Regions from separate parts of the Capsicum annuum genome. Here regions 1 and 3 are each linked to region 2. A link is a contact called in public Hi-C data. All regions are on one chromosome and are shown on one strand. Each heading gives the region's core, a stretch centred on a gene start, on an enhancer-like site or on the middle of the called end of the contact. The rest is flanking DNA. Distances are from core to core; before and after follow the strand shown. Region 1 holds the start of LOC107842362 (probable serine/threonine-protein kinase At1g54610). Region 2 holds the start of LOC107842367. Region 3 holds the start of LOC107842579 (cysteine-tryptophan domain-containing zinc finger protein 7).

The links. A called contact is a pair of places that touch in the nucleus more often than the background predicts.
Region 1: a Hi-C map of leaf shows a contact between it and region 2, with 2.5 times the contacts expected there. The contact joins the promoter of LOC107842362 here to the promoter of LOC107842367 in region 2. A contact is called at or near these places in 3 of 5 Hi-C or Micro-C datasets (leaf and placenta).
Region 3: a contact with region 2 is called in a Hi-C map of leaf, with 2.3 times the contacts expected there. The contact joins the promoter of LOC107842579 here to the promoter of LOC107842367 in region 2. A contact is called at or near these places in 2 of 5 Hi-C or Micro-C datasets (leaf and placenta).

Annotation. Positions count from the first base shown.
Region 1 is chr1:183,483,240-183,487,056 of UCD10Xv1.1, forward strand. It overlaps LOC107842362 (probable serine/threonine-protein kinase At1g54610), which reads right to left and starts at 1,518. Exons shown (of 7, transcript XM_016686163.2): 1 at 445-1,518; 2 at 52-336. The coding sequence starts at 870.
Region 2 is chr1:183,668,921-183,672,276 of UCD10Xv1.1, forward strand. LOC107842367 reads left to right here and starts at 1,481. Exons shown (of 10, transcript XM_047408028.1): 1 at 1,481-1,778; 2 at 2,762-2,874; 3 at 3,136-3,308. The coding sequence starts at 1,601.
Region 3 is chr1:183,807,487-183,811,313 of UCD10Xv1.1, forward strand. LOC107842579 (cysteine-tryptophan domain-containing zinc finger protein 7) reads right to left here and starts at 2,447. Exons shown (of 11, transcript XM_016686503.2): 1 at 1,863-2,447; 2 at 1,296-1,368; 3 at 1,073-1,206; 4 at 556-954; 5 at 1-448. The coding sequence starts at 1,985.

The sequences.
Region 1 (3,817 bases), core at 268-2,767, 190 kb before region 2:
AAGCCCAACATTTGAAGCCATAATTCAAAAACAAACTAATATAACCCCAACCTGAGCCTCTGTGAACTTAATTCCAGGGCTTGCAGCTAGTCCAGCTAAATCATGATCCATATAATCAAACACGAGGTACAAACTACAAGACATCCTTGACGTAACCAATCCTTGCAATGTAATAACATTCGGATGATCCAAGCGGCGCAAAATCAAGATCTCTCTTGCCATAAACCTCACACTCTCTGGCTCCAAATTATCAAACCTAACCTTCTTTAATGCAACAATGTTCCCCGTGAGATTATCTCTAGCTTTATACACATTGCTGTAAGTACCTTGCCCAATCTAAATAGAACAATACAACATAGAAATGACAATGAATAAGATATTAATCAATCTACAAGACGAAAGTCGAAAACTAGTAACTAACAAATGAGGTGAACAATTGCTTGCCTTAGCCAGCTTCTCAAAAGCATCCGCCCTTCGCGGGATCCATCCATTGATAGCCTCTCCAGCTACCTCAGAAAGCCATGACGGCCATCCAGCGGCTACTTGCTCGCCGTGCACATTCTTAGGTGGATTGCTCAGCCTTGGATTAGGTCTAGACCTTCTCCTCTCACCCTTAGGCCTTGCATTGTCATCCCTTTTCTCATTCTTCTGATCCCTACCATTCTTAACTTCACCAACATCACTGCCTCCTCCTCCTTCACTGCCGCCACCGCCACCGCCCTCCGCCTTATTTACAGTTCCTACTTTCTCTCTCCTACCAGAAGGTAGGACCAAATCTCTATCTTCCCCATTTTCTCTCCTTCTTCCAACTACAACTTCTCCAGTAGGTGTCTCAGATGATGAAATCTCTTTCCCAAAAACACAGCCCATATCCTTCTACAATTTTAACCTTCATTTCTCATCAGACTGGAAAACACCCTCTTCCCTCATTCAAAATCCCCCACATACAAAATCCCACATGCAATAACCTCTAATATGCAAACTTCACAAGAAAAAAAATTATCAAATGGAGCAATATTAAGCTTAAAAATGTAAACTTCACTAGAAAAACAATCAAATGGAGCAAGATTAAACTTTAAAATGTAAACTTTTTGGTAGTTCAATAAAGCAAGAGAAACAATTGGGGCTGCAAATTAAATGGTTGTTTAAAAATGCAAGAAACAAAAATCAAGAATCTGAAGTAGAGCAATTAAGGAAAATGGGGTTGCTAGTTAACTAATGTGATAAGTGGAGAAAGTGAGATATGATAATTGAAGAACCCTAGATATTGTGCCCAAGAAAGTAGAAGCACTAATGATTTGGAGTTAAGCCCACCATTTATGGCGGTCAAAAATGGAGTTTGTATAGCTAGACTAAAGAAGAAGAAAAAGAGAAGGAAACAAAAGGCAAAAATGCACAGTAGTAAACTTAATGCTAGTGTAACTTTATTGCACTTCTTTTGTGGGATTGAAGATCCAACTTACACATTAAAGTTTCAAACTACAGTCCCACATTTCCACCTTAAAAAAATGCACCTCTCTGCCAAGAGTTCAAGCCCTTCAAATTTCGAGAGTTAAAAAATACTAGGAGTAATAATTTTAATTAATAAATATAAGTTTTATACATTTAAAAATTACTAAATAAAAATATTATAAATAATGATAAATAATAATTTAAAATATACAGTAAATTATAAGTAATCACAAAAATATTTATTTAACTCTTAAATTTTAAAAATATTATATATATATATAAGGTGAAGCGAGTACTTAGTATGGAAAAATATCTTTTATTTTTTGGCCTTTAAATACAAGCTTATGTATTTAGCAAAAGGGATTAGGAAAAATTAGTCCTGATGGACTATGTGATTGGCATTATATATATTGTGTCTAGTTGGCATTTTTCTGAATAAAAATTATAAATATATACTAAGCAAAATTACAAGTTAGTGAGAGCATTAGACATCCTTGTAGTCCAATCATGTCGACGAAATTACGATTGCAAATCATAATTTGTCCATCATGTAATTTCTAGAATATTTTGTTCATACTGTATCATTTATAAACACCGGAGAAATAATTAAAATTCTTAGCCTATCAGAAGTACATTTAATGTACTACCGTAGTACCACTTGTTCCTAAATCAAAGAATTAGATCAGAGACGGAGTAAATAAATTTTGATCTGCACATTTAAATATTGCATATATACAATATAATATTAATACAATAAAGAAGAGATGAACCCAGCTACTGAATTTTTTCCTGCCGCTGGTCTTTTGGTGGCTGCAGGTCAAAAAAGCACCTCTCCTTTTTTTTTCTCCCTAAATTCTCTTTCACTTGCTTTGTTTTTCCTTAATTTAGTATGAGATGGAAATGAAAAATGAAAAAAGAAATTGAAAAAGAAAATTTTATAGTTGACAGAAGTAAAGTTTCAGAGACGGATAAAACGAACATAAAAGGAAACAATTCATAGAATGTGACATTTCTTTCCCTCTTTTGTAAGGGGTGCAAAAATTGAATCGATTAGTAAATCAAATTAATAAAAATTTTAGTAATTCATTATTATTGAGTTAATAATTTTTTAGTGGTTTCATATATATTCAATTTTCTGAACTAACATTCAGTTTAAACTTGAAGATTCTTGTAAATTAAAATTCATAATATAGGATTTTGATTGCAATTAAGATTCAATTTCTTTTCATGTTAGTTGCTACTATTTCTATTTTCTGAATATTTTCTTATCGATTAAATAAAAATCGAATCGTTAAGGACTAAAAGTCATTAAAAGAATATCTTATTGATTTAGTTTTAGCATATTAAAAAATTAAAAACCGATAAATCAAATCAATAATACATAAAATCGATCGATGCACACCCCTATTCTTCCCCCCCCCCCCCAGAAATTTATGCACACCCCTATTCTTCCCCCACCCCCCCACCCCCCAGAAATTTTAGTTTCTTTATTTTATTAGAATTAGAACATGTTAATCAATTTTTGTCAAATACTAATTTTATTCGCATGAAGATAGCAATTATTAAATATTTTTCACAAATAAATCTTCTGTTGAAATAAAGAAAAGAAGGCAGAAACTATGATGAGTACAATAATGAACAGTATTAATTGTTTTTTCGGAAGAGTTGGTTATTAACTGTTTCAACAGTTTTCTGAAATAAGAGATAGTTTGTTAGTTATGGGTAGTTGATTCTAGAATGATCATCTCTTTGATATATATATGATATGATACTCAATGCACACTTAAAGAGTTCAATAACGAAAACTTTCTAATCTCTTCCTTCTTTTTCATTTTCTCCTTTCTTCTTCTTCTACTCTTTCCTTTGTTTCATTGTTTTGTTATTCTTGTACTTAATTACTAATTTTCTAGTATAAGAAACTTTAATTACGTTTATGGTATCAGAGTCTTATGATTCTGAGAATCAAGAATCACAATTCAAGAAAACTGTATTGTTTATATTCCGCAAAACCAATGGTTAAAGATTGAGAAAGAATTTTGTCTCTATAATGGCAACTACTACTTGTGAAGCTTCCAATGGATAAACTACTGGAAATGGATCTCAAGGGGCTATAGGAATTGACTACAATCATCTATTGTTTATGCATTCTATTGTTGTAAGTGGTCTTTAAATTATCTCCTTTCAACTTATTGGCATTGAGAATTTCTTTATCTGATTTTGATCTATGAGGTTGTCATTGTTAAGTAGAAATAAATTGGGATTAATCGATTAATTTAGTTCTAAAGATAAGTTTCCTGCTGAAATGGCTAATCATTGGGAGAGGGTAAATGCTACTGTATTGTCTTGGATCTTGAATGTTATTGCT
Region 2 (3,356 bases), core at 231-2,730:
CCATACGATCGAAATGAGAAAGTAAATAAGCACCTTTGCCTAAATGTCAAGTGTGTCTAATAATGTGATATCTAAGGTGGATTTCACATTTTTTCAAACACAAATTTTTATAAAATAATTTATATACTGATATAGACTATTTTAACGAAATATTGACCTCATGTAGATATTTATGTGAAAATTTTAATTTATTTTATTAATATAGAAATATCTAAAAAAAAATTGGATGCTAATGTTATTTGCATAATTAATTGTTGATATTCATATGTCTAAAAGTAAGTATAAAGTATGATTTTGTAAACCCAAAATTGATATAGCTGATTTTTTTTTTTTCAATTTATACGAGGATACTATAATTTATATGTGTAATTAAAATTATTTTAATCAACACTCTTATATATATTATAAAGTAAAAAACTTCTTACTATAATGATAATTTTAAGTAACTTTTTTTTTTTTTTTATAAAAGATGATAGTTATAAATTTTCAAAATACGAAAAATTACATATCACATTAAATAAATGAATTTGATAGTATCAATTTTTTTTACACTAATAATATATCACTTAAACTCATTTAATTATGTATCACTTCAACTCATTTAATTTTGTATTTTTCTACTCTATTTTTCTGAGTTATCTTTTATAATTTTATATTGTTTTATTATGAAAGTCAACATAGGATATGCTTATATCAACAAAATTAATTCTTATCTTCTAATAATACATTATGTTATTTATTTTTATTTATAATATTACGTAAAGAAGATTATCCATTTTCTTATTGAAAATATTTAAAATAAGTATAATTTATGTAGAATTACATTCCTATATTTATCATCTTATTACCAGTTGATGTCATTTAATTAAAATGAGTTATATAAAATATAACTTAAAAACTTATTGAATTACAATAATTTTTACCACGTTAATCTATGTTAATGGTTATCTTTTTGTTTAAATTGCATATTTTATCATCATATATCTAAATTTACCTTGAAGCTTTTTTGTAGTACTAAGGGGTTATTTGGTATAGGCATGAGACAGATGAAGTTAATTCACGACATTAGTTATCTTATCACATATATTTATTGGACATAATATTAAAATGAGTATAAGTGCACATAAATTTTTATTTTTAATTGTGGAAACTCAGAAAAAATAAATTATAACTTATAATTTATAGAAATAGAAAGAAACGTATCGTAAAGTGAAATTCATGTTATTAATTGTGTCGTGCTTTAAAAAAAATGTATTAATCTTTTTTTAAACAGTTGAATCTTTATAATTTAATTTAATATTACAATGTTGGGCTCGTAAATAAGCCTTTCAATATATTTAGTGTTATATATATTTAATGTTGTCTTGCGCATCAAAATAAGGTAATTCAATTCTAGTGTTATATATATTTAATGTTGTCTTGCGAATCAAAATATATATACATAGCTATTTAAGGTAATTCTAAAAAAGATTATTATCAAATTCTCTTCTAATTTGCTATATTTGTGAATTTTTGCGTCGTTCAATTGGCCCAACTCAAAACGGCTTAGGCGAAACTATAAAAACATCATCACCGTTTTTCTCCTCTTCATTATCCATCCATGGCTACCATTACCACTGCAACTTCCAGAATTGGAATTCTATGGAACAACTTGGAAGCTCCAAAGCACCACTTCTTCAACACTTGTACAAACTTGTCATTTTCTATTTCAATCCCTAATTTCAAGTTTTCGTCAGTTACAATGCCACCCAATTCCTTCCGAGCCAACGCTTCCTCTGGTATCGGTATTCTCTCTCACACACAATCACATTCTCTTATTTGCGAATTCTGGCTCGACTGTGGTTTTTATTTTATGGTTACTTGTATTTTGTAACTTCTAGTTATTACTCTCGCTTTTCATTTTACTGGGTCTCTTTCAGAAAATACTTATTTCAATTTACTTGTCCAATTTATGAAATCAAAGAAAAGTTTATCAGTTTCTTTCAATACTAACCTTATTATTTGCATATGCACTTGTGATTGTCATTGTATAACTTGGAAGTGCCAAATAGATTATGCTACATATGCAGTAGTCCATCTTCGGTTAATTTGAACATGTGCCATAGAGATTATGCTAGATATGCAAAAATTTGTTGCTTCTCATTTAGCTGCTGCATTTACTTTTTCATTCATTAGCTGTCAAAAACTAGGAACTGTTTATTTGACAAGAAAATTCTTGGTTAATTGGATCACATCTGGTGGATTATTTGTAATATCAACTTAGTTATACTATGAGTAACTTCTTTGATTGTGCTAATTTCCGTATCCAAGTAACTCATGAATTATTTAGCGTGATTCCAATATTGACTCCACAGCCAATAGTCCCTAAAATGTATGACACCATTTCATTTCTATGCTACTTGCACAACTTTCAAAAATTCAAAATTCATTAGAATGTTCAAAATTTAAATTTTAATTGTAGTGTCTCTGTCAAGCTAACTGTTCGAGAATTACATCAGTATTTTTCGTTCACTTACTATTGTTATCTTTCTCAAAACAATTCCCTTACTTTCACTAATATAACAAAAAATTCAAAGTACATCTTAAATTACGTGTCTAATCTAATGGTGTTATAGAAATGGGACAGAGGGGTACTTATTAGCAAAAGGTGGTGAATCAGTGTTCGGAAGAATGTGTACTGTTTTATTCTTTAGATATATATCTTCACTAAAGTTCAATTGTCAAGTTTCATTTTTTTAGTCTTACTTATTGGTTCCTGAAGACGCTCCAAGTGAAGAATTGGAAGCTTCTTCAAGGGGGGGCATTGGAGCAAACGACTTGTTAATTGTAGGACCTGGAGTTCTTGGACGTTTAGTGGCTGAAAGATGGAGACAGGTACATCCTGAACTAATATTCATATGATTTCTTTGAGAAGTGGGAGCCATCTTACTTCGTAACCTAATTAAAAATAAACATGAACATTTATTTCTTGTTTGTTAAATCTGATCTGTGACGGAAATGTTGATGATTCTTTTCTGAAATTGATATTAGTTGTATGAGTTTCTGTCTTACTAACTGTGACAGACTGGTGATTTGCTTAGTGGAGAATGCATCATATTGAGACTGCTAAGAGTTTTGGACCCTTTAATGTGGCAGGAATACCCAGGCTGTCAGATTTTTGGGCAGACAATGACCACCGATCACCATGATGAACTTATTAAAATGGGAATTAATCCATCTTCGAGAGAGACCAAGTTTTTGTCTAAGTTCCCTTATGTTATATACTGTGCTCCTCCATCCCGTACTGAAGACTACCCTGGTGATATTAGGTAATCTTGGCAGTTCTTGCAATAGCTATCTCTTATATACTTAGTTTC
Region 3 (3,827 bases), core at 1,197-3,696, 140 kb after region 2:
CCCTTTTCTTCATAGGAACTTCCTTCTCTGTGATTTTTTTAGCATCAGGTGCCCCACCAGCACCTTTCACTGATTCATGAGTATCACATACTATATCAGGCATGACTCTTTGATTAACGTCATTTGAGAAGCAACGCCTGTTTTCCAAGCTCTCAATTCCCAAGTTCTTCTGAAACAAGGACATCGTGTCATTTCTGACCTCTGAATTCGGTTCCTCGACAAATTCACTTTTACCACCTGAGTTAGTTTTCTTCCTGATCAAGAAATCTCCATCTTCCAGCCTGGCAGTTGAACTATTGGCAGACATGACAGATTGAGGATTAGCATCCTTTGCGGTAGCCGCATGCTCATTCTCTTCAAAAAGTTTTTCATTTCTTGACAAAGTCAATAATTTCTCATGGAGAGGTGAAAGCAGCACACTTCCAGCAACTGGGAAAGAAGTCATAGTCTGTTACAAAGGGAAAAAACAGAAAGTTAAAATAGCATCAGATGGTATTCTCTTTTTTTTCCTGTGTGGGAAAAGAGATATTTTTATGTAACAGAAAACTGGCTTACCTGAAGGATGCTGGCTGGAGAATCACTGTGAATTTCTTGAAACTTGGACAACATTCCAGCACTCTCAGTAGGACTATTTTCCGGTGATGAAGAGGGAGAGATAAGCCCAAGACTAGTGTGTAAAGCAGTACTTTTCTGAGTTGTCTTATCAGAACCAACCCTAATCCGAAGTTTGAGTGTTCTCTGATCAGTGGGATTACGTGACTTAATCATAGAAACTTCATGTTTTGCAGGGAACTTATTAGATTCTTGAGCAGAAAAGCATGAATCTTGTCTTGTGGAATCATCCCCACAAAACACCCTTGAATCATGCAAGGTATGACCATCGCGAGAACCAGCTGTACCATTCCTCCGAGTTGAAGGAGGATCAGACACAGGCATTGAGTTCTGAGGAGGTCCCTGGACAGAAACACAACCACCAAACAGAAGTTAAACTAAGAGTTCCCAAGTTGATAAAAGGTATGGACAAAGTGTTATTGCTTCCAAGTATTCAACAAAAGACAAACTTTTAACATACCTCAGAGGGAAAATAGTTAGGTGATCTTGATTGGCCTTGAGTTTGAGATATCTGTGGAGTTCTTGGCTGAGATAGAATTGAAGGGGAGGGCTGAAAAGTCTGTAAAAATGAACCATACCCACCAAATTTTGCCCCTGCCAAAAATAAAAGAAATTTAATCAGCTATTCTAGAGATTTAAAGCTGTTAGCTATGATCAATAGTACTTGTTACCAGACTACTTACCCAAATTCTCAGAAGAAACGCCTCCTTCAAAATCTTTCTGAAAATGACCCAAGACACTTTGAAGCTTCTCATCCTTTCACACAGAAAACCAACAGTTGTACTGTCATTGTTTTGTAAAATCTATGCCAATAACTACTCATATTGTAACATACACTTTAACCCCAGTATTGCAGAGTGAGACGCGGAGGCAATCTGAGAGAGGATTTTACACTTTACTACGCAGAAATGGTCCAAAAGTTCACCAGCACAACTAGAAAGCAATATCTCTAAAACAATGTCCCAATGATGTCCATTTTTCCAGTTCTATTCCCAAACCCAAAAGTTCTCTTTTATATGCCAACCATAATTATTTGCCTGATTCACTACATTCTTTACAGAGTCACGGAACCATCTATAATGAATTTGAATTAGTAAATCCTAATCTCTTACTCAGACCATTGATAAATGAAACCAAACTTTAACTACAAAAGGCAAAACTGCAACCATATTAAGGCACTAGAAGAATTGTTAGATTTTGAAAACAAATTGAAAAAATAGGAAAAAAAAAAAAAAAAAAACAAGTCTTACAATGTAAGAGAGGGCTATGTCAGGGTCAATGCTTGTATCCTCAGCATCTTTGTAGTGACATGCTTCTCCTTCTTCAAGTTCAAGTTCTTCCATCATCTCCACCCTACTATTTCCCCAACTCATAAATAACAACCCTAACCCCAAAATTCCCCCAACTTTTTAGCCCCAAAACCCTTAACCCTAACCACCTATCCTAAAATCCAACATACCAGTCACAATTCAAACATCCAACTTCGACCCATTAAATTACTCAGAAAAACCCTGAAAGGAATTTCACAGTAACCTATCCAACCTTCAAAATCATAAACTACCATTGAACTTGTTGATCATCTAGGTATATAATATAAAATTCCAAGTTGTTTATACAAAATTAAAACAGCAAAGTACTTTCAAAATTAAATGTTAATTAACCCAGGAAGATGGGTATTAGAAGAATCTAACAACCCAAGTGAGCGATCGAATAAATTCCCCAAATGTGATGTTCTTCTTCTGTTATTGTTGATGTGTATACCACAGGGGTATAGAGAAAAAAAAAGAGAAGAAGAAAAAAATGCTTTGTTTTTTTATTTAATTTTTTCCCTTTTTAGGTCGTTTTCTTTAGTTTTTCCGTCTTAATTGCATTTTTTTATTTAATCTATTTTTATTTTTCACTCCAAATTATTTTCTGACCAAGTGGTGAAATTTTCCAAAATTTTAAAAATTTGGGGGAAATAATTTTGTAATGGCGCGTCGAATGGCGCGTTGCAATGAGCGAATTGGTAACAGCTGTGTGAGTACAAAATCAAGCAACGAGTCAATGTGTCCAGAATCTACTATGTATTTACAATATCAAACATCTCTACAACGTTACTTGTTTTAATATTAATTTATATTATTAAAATAGCGTGCGTTTCTCTAAAATCAAATTTTCCAAATTATATTTTAGGAAACAAAAGGCTAAATTTACTTTTCTATTTTAAAAACTCAATTAAATATATGCTTTATTTTACATTGAGATCAAATTTATCCTTGTTATCATATTTTAGGACTAAATTTATCATTATTATTAAAAAACTTTTCACCTGTATTTCTTCTTTAATAAAAAAGTCCAAATTAACATTTTTAAGAATAACACAACCTAATCTACTTATTTGATCCAATCCGACACAAAAAGACACAAATAAATATACACAATGTTGGTCAATTTTTTTCAACAAAATTATACCACTGGATATTTATTAGTACATTCCCACAAAATGGGATTTGGAAAGGATAAAGTGCACGCAGTCCACACCACTACCGTAGAAAGGTTGTTTCCAAAATAGACCCACGACTTATGATAGGTAAAAATATAACAAATAAAAAATATAAATGCACACAACAAAACTATAACACACTGCTAGATAATAAAGGAAACAAGGCACCCACAAAATAACACTATAAACTATCTATTCAAAGTCATAAACATCACTAGAACGCTATGAATAAGAAACTTCGGGCACAGATACAAACCAAACACTTATCCCTACTATCACGGTCAAACTCCTACCCTCTACCATAATTTGGGTCCTCTGCACGTTCCTATCACGGGTCATGTCCTCCATAAGCTGCAACTGTTTCATATCATGCTTTATCACCTTCCTTCAATATTTCTTCGACCTACCTCAACCCTGCCTAAAATCATCTACAGCTAGCCTCTCACACCTCCATACTGGAGCATCCGCACACCTTCTCGCCACATGTCAAAACCATCGCAATCTCACTTTCCGCATCTTATCCTCCACCAAAACCGCTCTCACCTTCAATTCATGAATCTGCATCAGTGTTGAGCTCATGAAAAAATGACGCTTAGTGATCAAATGCAACAAATTAGGCGCATCTGGTATTTCTATGTATTATTGAGTTAAGAGGTTTCTTTATGTATCGCTCATGACATCTCTTTATTTTTATATCTCTATACACAATTTGAGTTTACACAATTTTTTC